Regions from separate parts of the Mus musculus genome. Here region 1 is linked to region 2. The links are chromatin contacts, called in public Hi-C maps. All regions are on one chromosome and are shown on one strand. The core of a region is the stretch at or near the end of the contact, and the rest is flanking DNA. Distances in the headings are between cores, read along the strand shown.

Region 1 (6,870 bases), core at 799-3,298, 230 kb before region 2:
GGAAAAGGAGGAGTGGGATGTGGGACAGACAATAAAGTTTAGGGTAACGGACTATGCTGGCTGTGCCTCAGGTAGACCTCACTGGCAAGGCACAGGTAGAGAAATGTTCCAAATTAGTATTTCTTGTGATCTCCTCAGTTTTCTACAGAATAATAGGAGGCTCTGAGGGTCCCACAATGGTCACCAGAACTGAAAAACAAGCCCAGAGATAGTACATGGGGCTCAGGGAACTGCACACAACTCACCTGTGCAGGTTTGTATGTTCCAAGCAGACTGACTAGAATCAAGACATTCTTTGAAAGCAGAACTTTTTAAAGTTATCAACAAAAGCATCAGACTTTAAGTAAAGAATTAGCTTAAGAAATCTTGAAGAGAAAACTTCATCATCAATCGCATGAAAACTGAAGTTGAGGCTTTCTAATCCCCAGCCTCAAGTCTTTATCACTTTCCTTCTTCAGACTCATTAATTTAGTCTTAAGGTCCTGAATTTCACATCAACACCTTTTCACATTTTGGAAGTTTCATAAGCATATAAATCATTAATTCAGTTCTTTATCAGTCCTTGGAAACTGCAGTGATCATGGCTGTCTTAACTTCACTTAGGCTTTCTTTCATCATTCTCCTCTGGAAAGATTCACACTAGCAAAATCAACCCCCCCACCTCCCCTACCCACCCCCATCCCGCTTGGCAGAGTGCTGTTAGAAAAGAAAAATGACTCCCCTCACCTTGCATCCAAGGACATGACTACAAATCAAGTGGTTTTTGTTTTTTGTCCGAATTCTCCTATATTACAAATGATTTCAATCTTTTGGTAGTTCAAAGCAAGTATTGTGTGAAAGCAACTTCTATAAACATGTTTCTAGTCATGTGTAGACAGGGAGATAAGGAACTGTGAGAGTTGGCTTTTCAAGAAGGTGACAAAATATCTTATATAATCCACTTGAAATAGATGAAATAACTAGTGGTTGCACAGCTCACAGAGCAAGTTAGTTGGCCATATTGCTTTGAGCCTATGGTAGAGCAGGAAGCACGTGACAGAGTAAATCTTCCCTCTACATCATAACCATGGAACAAAGAGAGAAATGGACAAGAGCTTGTATCCACAATCCCCTTCAAAGGAGCACTCCAGTGACCTGACCCTCCTATAATATTCTATCCCCCACTAACACCACAGTCTGGTGACTAAGCCTTTAGCAATTTTGCCTTTGGGATGCCTTCAGATTCCAGTTAGTATTTACTCATTCAAAGAGTCTATGGTTCTGTGCTGGGAACATTCCCAGAGTCTGAGTGTTTCCAGTTGTTCCATAAAATCCGGTGGCTGCTATAGTACATAGACACTTCTCTTACTCCCCAAAAGCAAGGCTCTGAATTCTTAGCAGGTTAGGCTCTGGTTAAGTAGTTTCTCTGAGAGAAAGCCTACCAAAGAAGGAATGGTTACTGATTTTCATGCAAGTAAGAGGGTTTCCTGCCCTCGCCAAGAACACTAGGTGAGACTCCTGTGATTAAGCACACACACACACACACACACACACACACACACTATCAATGGCTGGAACTTCACACTCTCATTCCTCTACACTGAGCCCCTATAAAGTCATCAGTTCCACACATTCACCTGTCTCCTTTTCACTCTCTGCTCTTGGGAGCAAATGTGTGCTCTATAATTTCATTATGCGTATAATTCTATAATAAACTTCTATCCAAAATGCAAAATCTACCTTCCTTCATTGTGTACTATGCAGCACAAAATGCATCGAGTACATATCTGTTTTATTGTTATTTAAGCACTGTTTCTACAGGGCACATTGACAACATTATAATTTCTAATGAATGAGGTGGGCCATCTAGGAGAAGGCACTTTAAATATGGGTGCCTGCCTATACTATCATAAATGCTACAAAAATACTAAGAAAATGTATAAATCATTCCATTTATAAATTTATAAGTGATTCTCTTCTTGCCTATTTTTAATCCTCAGTGCATTCAATAGAGTGCTTTGTACTTTATATATCTTTCTGACTTTAATGTGTCTGAAGCCACACTGTATTCCTGTTTCCATGGCCACATCCTAGCACACAATTTGGTATTCATAAGAAATATATGTTAGAGAGTTGGACCCGAGTTTTCTGAATTTATTTTTCCCCTGGGAGTGAAAGCAGGGATTGAAATGGAACTGTTTTGCACACCCCTCAACTGCACAGCACTGGAAAGCCAAGTGAAGTCAAGGTTTTAGTGAGTGCTGATTACGCACTCCACTGGCTGAGGAGATTGCTTCTGCTTTCTCCCCATGTGTTCTGCGAGTGTGATAGGCAATTCCCCTTCTTCATGCTTCCCTATTGATGATATTTCCAACCTCACTTTGTTTCTCATACCCAAAGGTACATAGAATAGATAAAATAGAGAGCCGTGAGTCATGCTGATAGAATTGTGATAGAAAAATGGAGCATGGGTGAAGAGGAAGGGAGAAAGAAAGGTGAGAACAGAACACACCGGAGCGTGGAGACATGCACGTCTTGACATCAGGCAACTTTGATGCTGCCAGGGAAATAGGGGTCAACTGTGGGATTGGAAAGTGGATCACATTCAAGCTGCGGTGCCAGGAGATAATCAATGGCTGTTAGAAGAGGCTTCAAAGTAACAGAGAGGTTAAGCAATACCATCCTGCCTCACAGTATCCCAGGAGAAGCCTGAGCTTTGGTGGTTCTTGAAGACTGGAGAACTGAGCAGTGAGGGTTCAAATTATGACAGTTATACAGGTGTGAATCTTGTCACTATTAAAGTGGAGAATGTGTACTAGCAAGTTTATTTTTGAAATACTCACTATAATTTTCTAATTTCCTAAAAAGCGCCCTCTAACTTACTTTTGTGTATTGGAGTTTTGCTCTGTCCAGGAAGGGGCTGGGGAGCACAGAAAGCTTAATTGACAGCGCTGTGTTCATTGAAGCCAGAGTTGTTGGCCTTTGATGCGTGAAACCTCTGGCATTTAACCAGTGACCCTGAAACAAGGCCAAAACTCAACCCCAAATGTCAGCACAGAGAAAGGCCAGGTATTTCATGAAAAATTTGCTTATGAATTTTACATGTAAGGATCATGTTTTCTGGTCATTTAAAACGTTCTCCCCTCACCTTTATTTACTGTAACCTTTAATATTTCAAAGATAGTCTAGCCATTTGTTAGTCAAATTCAAGGAAGTCTTATGAATATTGATTCCTGAAATGTTATCATTTTACCAATACAGAAGTATTTTCTAAATGTAAAAATTAATTCTAAAGTACTTAACCTAATACCCAGATAAGCTCTCTGGTCTCTTTATCACATACTCCTTTGAAATCATATTTCAATATTGTTTTAGTAGGAGAATTAGAGAATTATTTTTTGAAGGTCAACACTATCCTTAGGGATTTTGGTTTTTTGTTTTTTGGTTTTTTTCTTATTTGCTTTACATCCCATTCACTGTCCCCTTTCTCGCCACCCCTTTCCAAGATCCTTTCCCCCATTATCTCCCATCCCCTTCTCAGACCAAGTTGGGGCACTCTGGGTATCCTCCCCCTACACTCCCACATCTAGTTTTTGTGAGGCTAAGCACATTCTCTTCCACTTAGTCCAGACAAGGCAGCTTACCTAGAAGAACATATTCCACATACAGGCAACACCCTTTGGAACAGTTCCCACTTCAGTTGTTTCAGACCCACATGAAAACCAGGCTTCATATCTGTCACATATATACAGGAAGTCCTAGGTCCAGTCTGTGTATGTTCATTGGTTGGTGGTCTCTAAGAACCCCAATGGTCCAGGTTAGTTGACTCTGTTTTTCTTCCCATGGAGTTCTTATCCCCTTAGAGGCTGCAATCCGTCCTCCCATTCTTCCATAAGAGTCCCCAAGCACGATCCACTGTGTGACTGTGGCTGTAAAGAGAATCACTAGTCAGGTGCTTTGAGCAATGTTTTGTACTGAAAACAGAAATTTAGATTCTAAAGATTCTCTAAAGCTAACAGACAGAAAAACATGAATAACTTTGCAAATCCTTATTCAATTTTAAAGCAAAAGTTTGCCGTTGAATGCTACTTTAATTAGATTAACTATAATCAATTAACTAGAATTTTGAGGTTTTATTATTACAGAAAAAGAAAGGAAGGGAGGAAGGAAGAAACTGTATGCTACTTCTTTCCCTGACCCTTTCTCTGCCCCTCCTAAAGTATGAAGAAAAAGGGAGTATTGCTAGTTTCCATCAGGTCTCTGGAAGCATTTGGATCTTCAATCTAAATTCTTTCATCTAAATTAAAAAATATCAGTAGCACAAAAAAAGAAACAAAAAGCATTTACCAAACAATAACAAAAAAAAAAAACCCACTACAAGACCAACAAAACTCCCATTATCTTTAAACAGACCTTAGCTATAATGATGACGCACACTATGTTTCTATGTGTCAGATAACATTTTCCATGCATTATCCTCCTTAAAGATCATGATGTTGCTGACATGGGGCTTGAATTTAAGTTTGAAAGATCCCATCAGCTACCTTTGGACCATAGTGAAGAGGATGGTCAGAATATTGGCTGTTCCTCTTACAGGACCAATCCCACAATCCTGACTTTGGCCATGTTTGGTAGTCAGGCGGGCTTTGGAAAAAGGAACATGTCTCCAATGCATGTGCAAACAGAAGACTGTCATGCCATCAGTGTACTCTCTACCTTCTTATGATATCTTTCCCTTGTGCCTGGAAGGGCATTCCATGAGTCTGCTCCCAACATCTAGATGACATGCTTGGGCAGCAGATGCCATACAGGGCTCCTGACAGTGTTACAAATGTTAGAACTTGAAGCAGAACACTATGCATCGGAAGAGTTAGGGTCACATTTTGTGCTACATGGTGAATCATGCCTCCTCTGACACATACCCTTTACTGTATCTGTTTCTATCTGCTTAACCCTCTTGCATGAAGAGGAGTTTGTTTGTAATGTAGGTTAATTTTTTTTCCTGCAAATAAACTAGAACAAATCAAAATGCCCTTCCCTGCAAAACATTCTGACTCTACCATAAAATCTTTTGGTAAGCTCTGTAAATAGAGAACATAATTAAATTAGCACAGCATGAGAATTATAATATGCCCACTCTGGTTGGTTGCTACACAAAGTGCATATCAAGTAGAAAAGCAAATACTTTTCGGAGATTATTTTCCATTATCCACTGTTAATAGCATGCCTCCTGGTACCTGCTAAACCATTTAAACTTCGTCTGCAAGCACATTCTAAAACAGATTCTGTTGACAGGTGCAGTTCGGAGGACTACTTCTTCCTCTGTGGAATTACATCCCTCTTACTCCTACTCCTTCCTTGTAAATGGTACTTAAACTCACTGACGCCTGGATGCTTTTATTACAGAGTGATTCATCTAGTTTTTAATCTCTTGGCCTTTTCAGTGGGATGATACAATCTCAGGAATTAAGAATAAAAAAGATCACTTGCATTCACATTTTTATACTTAAAGTGAGCAGCTTCCCAACACCATAGTTGAACACAGAAGGTTAAGTCAGTCCTTGTGCTAATAAGCAACTGCCTACACACCTGTGGGGGAGTATAGCTTAGCCAGGAGGATCACTTTGTGGAGGTCACTGTACGTTTCTTATGTTTGAAATTTAGTCTATTTCGGCTCAGTCTGTATCTGTATCCATCAATTTGCTTTATTCAATTTTGCCCAAAAAAAAAACAAGATAAAGATCTTAAGTCTGTCAATCACACATATTTATATGTATGAAAATAACTTACTGATGTTCTAATTGAGCAGCCATTACTCACCCTTCATGAGACATGCATCACCTCTCCCCACTGTCCATGTCCTGGCCTGAAGTCAGACAAAAAGCCAGTTCTGAAACAAGGACACTGCTTTTGTGGTTACTGAAGCCAATTATCACATGCCTGTGTACAGACCAAATGGAAACTACAGGCACAATGTAAATGGATTATGAATATTATGCTAACTTCTTTATGGTCCAGACCTAGAAAAGGCTATGTGTTACCACTGAACTGTGGCGTTTGGTTCCATACAAGTGTTTTGAAAAAAAAAAAATGACTGAAGCCATGTGTCTTTTTGTGCTTTGTTTTTCTTTTGGCAGGTGGTGCTGTCTACAAGCTGAGCTTTGTGGCCTAAGTTGTAATTCTATCATGGAGTCAATGGTGATAAGGTTTGGGAAACTACTAAGTTCTATGGCCATTTTACATTTCTATTTTGGAAGGGCAGACCACTGAATGTTTGGCCATGCTCCAGTGAGTCAATAGATAACACAAATTGCACTTTTTCCTTATTTTTTATTCTTATTTTTAATTTTACTTGTTTTGGAGTGAGGGATCTGTGGGAGGAACATTGAAAGACTGGTAAGTGAATGTGATAGGGATATGTGATGTGAAATTCCCAGGGAATCAATAAAAGTGTTATGTTGAGAAAGGAAAATAGCAGGAGGATTTCTCCCATGGCCATGTATTATCTAGTCTCAGGTTCTTGGCCACTTTAACAGTGTCAAGTATGGACCCCAGTTCTCAGGAGTAGTGGGCCAACACAAAACCAACCTCATGATTTCTGTTTGTTTCTTTGTTTTTTTGTTTGGTGGGCTTTTGGTATGTTTGTTTGTTTTTGTTTTTTATTGTTTTTTGTTGGTTTTTTTTGTTTTGAGAGACAGCACATAAAGTTGGGTGGGTAAGGAAATGGGGGGTATCTTGGAGGAGTTGGCAAAGGAGAAAAAACATCAAAACATATTGAATGAAAACAAGCAAAAAGAGCACAAATCTTTTATTTAAAATCAGTAACCACAGGGCTTAGATAGTGTTAATGAGCATAACTGATTAAAATAAAATTTGGTAATGACTACAAAG
Region 2 (6,511 bases), core at 152-2,651:
AAGAGACAGCTGTTACATCACACTGAAGACTGGAAGTGAGGCCTGGAAATGATGGCTTATGTGTCTTTAAAAGTGGCCTGAGAGCAGTCTGAATGCTACGATAACCAAGACCTATGTTTACACACAGCAATGGCTTAGCTTTGCCCAAAAATTCAATCCCTGACTGAAACACATAAAGAACAGAGAAACTGTTTGCAGACAACTGAAACCGAGGCCTACATTTTACAAACATTGCGCTTCTGGGAATGTTTTCATATTGTTTACTTGCAAGGAAGAAAAACCTCAAAGCTAAATGTAGATATCACTGGAAAATAATAAAAAGCACTTCTGAAATTTTCATGAGTCAATAAAAAAACATAATTCCATTTAGAAAAAAATCAATTGACAGATATGTTTCAGAGGGTACAGCTACTATTTAAAGCAAGAGCCACCTATAGTCAAATTCCTTTCTAAAAGGACTTTCTCTCAGTCTTGAAACATTCACCAAAAACATTCCAGACACATTTTATCTCTGGTCCCCAACAGTGTCTTAATTTTTAAGTAATGATTGAATAAAACACACACGCAGTTTTTAGATACTGAAGATGGGAGCAAGCTATTTCCACTGAACAGTGGAGCCTTTTTAGCTCGTCTCTTGTTAAGCCCTAACAAGACGCCATCTTTACAATTCTCTCAAAAGCATGTTGTACTAAAAGCTGCATATCTTGATTCTAAATCTAAATTCAGAGACATCCGTTTCTGAATTTTTAAGATGCCATGCGACGTATATCAAAGCAGTCATTAAAATAGGTTATAACCTTAAAAAGAGGAGGGGGTCATTGTGACGTACTTCATCTTGTTTTATGTGGATTTAAATGAAATCACTTAAAAACAATGAGTTGCTATTGTCGACGCCCTCCCTGTAGAGGAAAATGTTAGGTCTTTAAATTACTTGTCTAGGGAAAAAAGAAAAAGGAAAAAAAACATTGTTTCAGTTGGCTGCGTCGGACGGAGACTTGGGAGAAAAAAAAAAATCCTCTGTAAAAACCAGAAGCAGAAGAAATAGACAGCAACGTCAAAATCTCAAACTGTAGCTGCAGCCAGCTATTTATACTTCCCAGACAGTTCTTGGAAAGATCTATTGTTAAGATTGAGCATTTCCGGGAAGAAGAGGGGGAAAATCCTTAGGTGAGCAACAAATGGTAGTCTTTCAGTCCCTGCCTTTCAGGTGCTGGGAAACATTCACTTTAAGTCTTGTCAGGGTACAGAAAAATGATCCTTCCTCTCTTCCTCTTGCTCTCGTGCTTGAATCTGAAAAGAAACTTGTCTTACACCCAACTGCACTCCCTTCGTTCCTAATTTCCTCCATGCCTTCCCTCTTCCCTTTCTCATTTTCAGCCCCAGGTTTCTTTTTAGAGGGGGAAGAACTTGCTAAAGATGGCGTTCTACCCAGTGCTGCCCTGCCCTCTAGTGGCGCAGAGCCTGTACTCCGTACTCTCTGTTTTTTTGTTTTTTTGTTTTTTTTTTCCCCTCTCACTAACCTCTCTGCCGTTCTTCAGCTTTTTAGCCTTCTTCTATTCCTTACACATCCCTTTAGCTTTTTCTCGTTTCTGTTATCCTCTCTCTCCTTCAGCATCCAACCTAAAGCTGTCTGTAAAAGAAGGACTTGCAAAATGTGTATACTTAAAATTCGAAATGATTCGAAAAGAAAAACTTGGTAACTAAATTCTCTCCTCAGATTTAATCGGCATGCTAAATCCACAAGCTAAATTGGACCAAGTCAGAGACTGATGTACTTGGTAAACCTTAGAGAATATTAGTCTCTCTCTAAGAAACTCCTATGCAAATTGACTATCTCCATAAAGTTGGAGCCACTTTGACTTAGCACCATGCAGGACTGGGATCTTACCTATTCAGGAGGCTGAGACAGGAGGGTCAAAAGTTCAAATACAACTGTGAGACAGAATGGAGGAGTGGGAGGGGGTGCGAGAGAGAGAGAGAGAGACAGAGGAGAGGAGAGACAGAGACAGAGACAGAGACAGAGACAGAGACAGAGACAGGCTGGACTTGGGACTCAGAGGCAGAGAACATACCTAGTATCCCCTTTCACCCCAGCACTAATAAGGGAATAAAACAGTTTCGATATGACTTCCAGCAACACCCAAAAGGCACGGCCAGTTGATTAGCAGCTGTCAAGTTTCTACTTAATCCCTTATTAGCAAATTTGATGGTGACTCCTTGTTCCCCTTTGGACACTGAAGGCCAAATTCCATAATGAAGAGAATATTAACAGACTGTCATGAGGCATGGTCATGTAACTTAATTACTGCTCTGAGTTTAAATATTATTTACCAAAACACCACACTGCTCTAAGTAAAGGACCACAAAACTAACATTTTGATAGTATTTGTGTCATTGGTACCTTATTAAAAGCACTGCCATTTCCAGCTCAGTGCGTCAATATGCTCTTAAAAGCAATATAGATCTCCACCTTCAGGCTTTTATTTTCAGCAGATAATAGAAAGAATGGGGGTGGGCAGCCATAAGCTATAAGAAGTTGTAAAGGTTACCTTCATTTCATAGTTGCACTGATCTAAACTCAGTGGACTTAACATTAAAAGGAGAACAAGGACCTTTTCACATTCAGAACTATGCTACCTGCTCCCAGAAACTTAGTCCCCCAGATATGTGAGCATTTCAGAAAGTTTCTTGCAACACAAGATAGACAGGAGTGATGGCACAGACCAGTGATCCTAGCTACTCAGGAGGCCAAGGCAGGCAGATCACAAGTTCAAGATCTGCTTCCTGCAGAGACAATTGAATTGAAGGCCAGCAATTTAGAGAGAGCCTATCTCAAAAGGTAAAAAGAGCAACAACCAAAAAATGAAACTAAAACAAAAGGAAAACCCAATCTAAAATGTCACCTTTTCATTACTTTTCTATTGGTGGCACAAGAGATGCCATGGCCAAGACAACTTATAGAAGAATTTATTTGGGGTTATAGTTTCAGAGGGTGAGTCCATGACCATTATGGCACTGCAGCCGTCAGGCTGGCATGGCTGCAGTTAAAGCAGTAGCTGAGACCTTGCATCTTGGTCCACAAATGCAAGGCAGAGAGGGCTAACTGGGAATGGCATGGGATTTTAAAATGCAAAGCTCACCCTCAAATGCACACCTCCTCCAACAAGGCTATACCTCCTAATCCTTCCCAAACAGTCCCATCATTTGGGGGTCACGTATTCAAACATATGAGTTGAGCCTATGGGAGGCATTCCCATGCAAACCACCACTTAGAACGCATTCTTGTTCAGAGTCCTCATCAACACCAGCATCGTGGCCTCTTTATTCATGAGATGCTGCTACACATTAGCAACTATGAAATGCTTTATTGGAAGCCATCTTCTTTCAGAGCCTGAAACCACAGCCATCATTGGTAACCTCCTTGGTCTCTGCTATACAGTGACATGAGAAACTTGACCCCAGCTTATGACTTCAAAGGATTCTGGCTCTTTTAGCACTGAAAGCTTGACCAATGAGAGCCTATGTTCCACCCTTTTGCTTTGTGTTATAAAGCGCTCACACATTAGTATCGATGCAGCCTCACCAGACCTCTGTCTTTTCACTCCCTATTGTGTTTCTCATCCTCCCACAGGTGAGTGGAAACTTCTAGAATTTTAGTACTGTTCACTTAAGCTAATAAAGAGGAATAGCCTGCCTCAAGTTCATCTGTTCAGTGCAGCAAGTTAAATAGCATTACTCCTTTTCAAGAATATAAAACATGTATGCTGGATTTGTTAATACACTCCCTTAATCCCAACACTCAAGAGACAGAGACAGGCAGATCTTTGTGAGTTTGAGGCCAACCTGGTTTACATAAAAAGTTCCAGACTAGCCAGAGCTGCATAGTGAAACCCTATCACAAAATAAAACAAACCAACACACACACACACCAGCTCAAACTTAGAGAGAAGAAAATATTGCAAATACGCAAATCTTTCACTTTCATATTTTTGCTAATCTGCATATGGAGCAATAATATTTGAAGTCAATGGAAAAGAAGAAAATAAAAATAAGCACAAACAGTGTAAGTTTATCTACTTTGCAGTATTGATATATGGCACAACTAACGCATTAAACAGCAAAAGCCTTCAAATATGAGTTCAGAATCTTGCAGTAACACATTAATTTCTCCTTGCCATCCAAATACAATATATTTATGAGAATGTAAAACAGAGAATTATGCTCTTATCAAATAAAATCTACCCATGATTGATATCTTCAGATAGACAAATATGAACTATGACAGACGTAAAGCTGAATAAAATCAAATTGAGTCACTACAGTACAGGAGAAAGCTCTTCATAAATTCAATAAATAAATTAATGGGAAGAATGGAGAGCACTTTGATATTGAGTATGTGTCAGGACAGATTCTTTTTCTTAATGAAAGAAGCATACATTTGTTCAAGTTCTTCATCTTAACTGGTGTCAGTTTGTCATTAGGACAAATTGTTTTCAGGCTAATTGTACTTTTAGCCATAGGAAGGAATTTTGAAGACAAATTTTCTGCTGGGTTGAAAAAAAAAATCAACCAAATGCAAGTGGCTCTCTAACTTATAAATGAGAGTGTTTATAGAATTATATTAGAGCAAGACATATTTACATGCAAGCAGCTACCGAATGGTGCTTCTGCTGAGCCGGCTTCTCTTTAAACCTTTCCTACATGCATTTCATTTTCCAACTACAAACAATGATCCATAGACAACATGCGGCAAACACATAAAGCACTAGTTATTCGCATCACCTCAGTTCTTCTGCCTTGGTGTTTAGGACAGAAGCAGCCATCTTGCCACCTGGATGAGAGCAGAAGAGCTCTGACAGGCAGAGCTTCTCAAAGTAAGTCTGTCACCAAAATTCTTCTTCTTTGATGGTTTCCTCACATCTATGCTTTTGATTCCATCTTCCATGCAGAGACTGCTTGCTAAGGTGAGAACAGATACATTCCTGAATTCCCGAATCAATAACACCCATTGTGAGGTTGGCCCAGAGGAAACAATGCTGTCCACCACGTGTTAGCAGAAGAACTAATGATGAGCTGCAAGGAGAAGCCCAGTAAAGACAACTGATAGCACCAGGGGAGTACAGAGGTCTGTTTGCCAAAAGCTAGGCTTTGGTTGGACCCAAGCAAAATTCTCAGTTTCTGCTGGGAAGGAAGAAAACAAAAATGAAGGCTTGGGGACTGAGCAGGGCATCTCTCATGGATCTAGAAAAAAACTGCTGAAATAACTTAGTATTTAGACATGAAAACACATGAGAATCTGGTGATATGAAGAAAGTTCTCCATAGAGCCTGCAGTCTAAAGCCGAAGACCCTTGGCCCTTTTTGGTATCCAGGAAAGAAAGATGATATAAAACATCAACCCTGACAGCCAGGAATGCTGAGTCATTTTTCGTGTGGAATCATTGAATTTGTGCCATGCCAGTAGTTGGTCATATAAAATCTAAATCCTACTAATTAGAGTTACAAACAACTGCAGCCAGTAATATTGGCATTAAATAGTTTTTCACTTAGCTAAGAGTCTTTTGAAAACCCAGCAGTCTCTCTTGTCATAACACTTTTCTCAATGGTCAAACCTCCTGTGATGATTAATCTTCAGAGCCAACTTGAAAAGACCTGGAATCGCCATGGAAACAAGCCTCTGGGCATGCCTAGGAAGGATTACCTACATTGCATAATTGATGTGGACACAAGCACTCTGTAGACTGGGATCAAGCTCCTGGAACTGTGAGCCAAAAGAGAACCTTTCATTTTTAATGTTGCTCTTTTTTTCCATTTTTTATTAGGTATTTAGCTCATTTACATTTCCAATGCTATACCAAAAGTCCCCCATACCCACCCACCCCCACTCCCCTACCCACCCACTCCCCCTTTTTGGCCCTGGTGTTCCCCTGTACTGGGGCATATAAAGTTTGCAAGTCCAATGGGCCTCTCTTTGCAGTGATGGCCGACTAGGCCATCTTTTGATACATATGCAGCTAGAGACAAGAGCTCCGGGGTACTGCTTAGTTCATATTGTTGTTCCACCTATAGGGTTGCGGTTCCCTTTAGTTCCTTGGGTGCTTTCTCTAGTTCCTCCATTGGGGGCCCTGTGGTCCATTCAATAGCTGACTGTGAGCATCCACTTCTGTGTTTGCTAGGCCCTGGCATAGTCTCACAAGAGACAGCTATATCTGGGTCCTTTCAGCAAAATCTTGCTAGTGTATGCAATGGTGTCAGCGTTTGGAAGCTGGTCATGGGATGGATCTTTGGATATGGCAATCACTAGATGGTCCATCCTTTCGTCACACTTCCAAATTTTGTCTCTGTAACTCCTTCCATGGGTGTTTTGTTTCCTATTCTAAGAAGGGGCAAAGTGTCCACACTTTGGTCTTCATTCTCTTGAGTTTAATGTATTTAGCAAATTGTATCTTATATCTTGGGTATCCTAAGTTTCTGGGCTAATATCCACTTATCAGTGAGTACATATTGTGAGA

What was found. A called contact is a pair of places that touch in the nucleus more often than the background predicts.
Region 1: a Hi-C map of cortical neurons shows a contact between it and region 2, with 4 times the contacts expected there. The contact joins two enhancer-like sites. A contact is called at or near these places in 1 of 15 datasets of contacts at CTCF or cohesin (the NIH/3T3 cell line) and 16 of 484 Hi-C or Micro-C datasets (adipose-derived mesenchymal stem cells, cardiomyocytes, cerebral cortex and 7 more).

The regions. Positions count from the first base shown.
Region 1 is chr3:80,306,244-80,313,113 of GRCm38.p6, reverse strand. No RefSeq gene overlaps it. Among named protein-coding and RNA genes, the nearest start is that of Gm36569, 420 kb to the right of the region's middle. Within about 2 kb of position 2,048, at least 25 of the 459 cell types and tissues checked have an H3K27ac peak or open chromatin away from gene starts, as enhancers often do. A contact at or near this core is called in cortical neurons, where this site is marked.
Region 2 is chr3:80,074,896-80,081,406 of GRCm38.p6, reverse strand. No RefSeq gene overlaps it. Among named protein-coding and RNA genes, the nearest start is that of Gm36569, 190 kb to the right of the region's middle. Within about 2 kb of position 1,401, at least 48 of the 459 cell types and tissues checked have an H3K27ac peak or open chromatin away from gene starts, as enhancers often do. A contact at or near this core is called in cortical neurons, where this site is marked.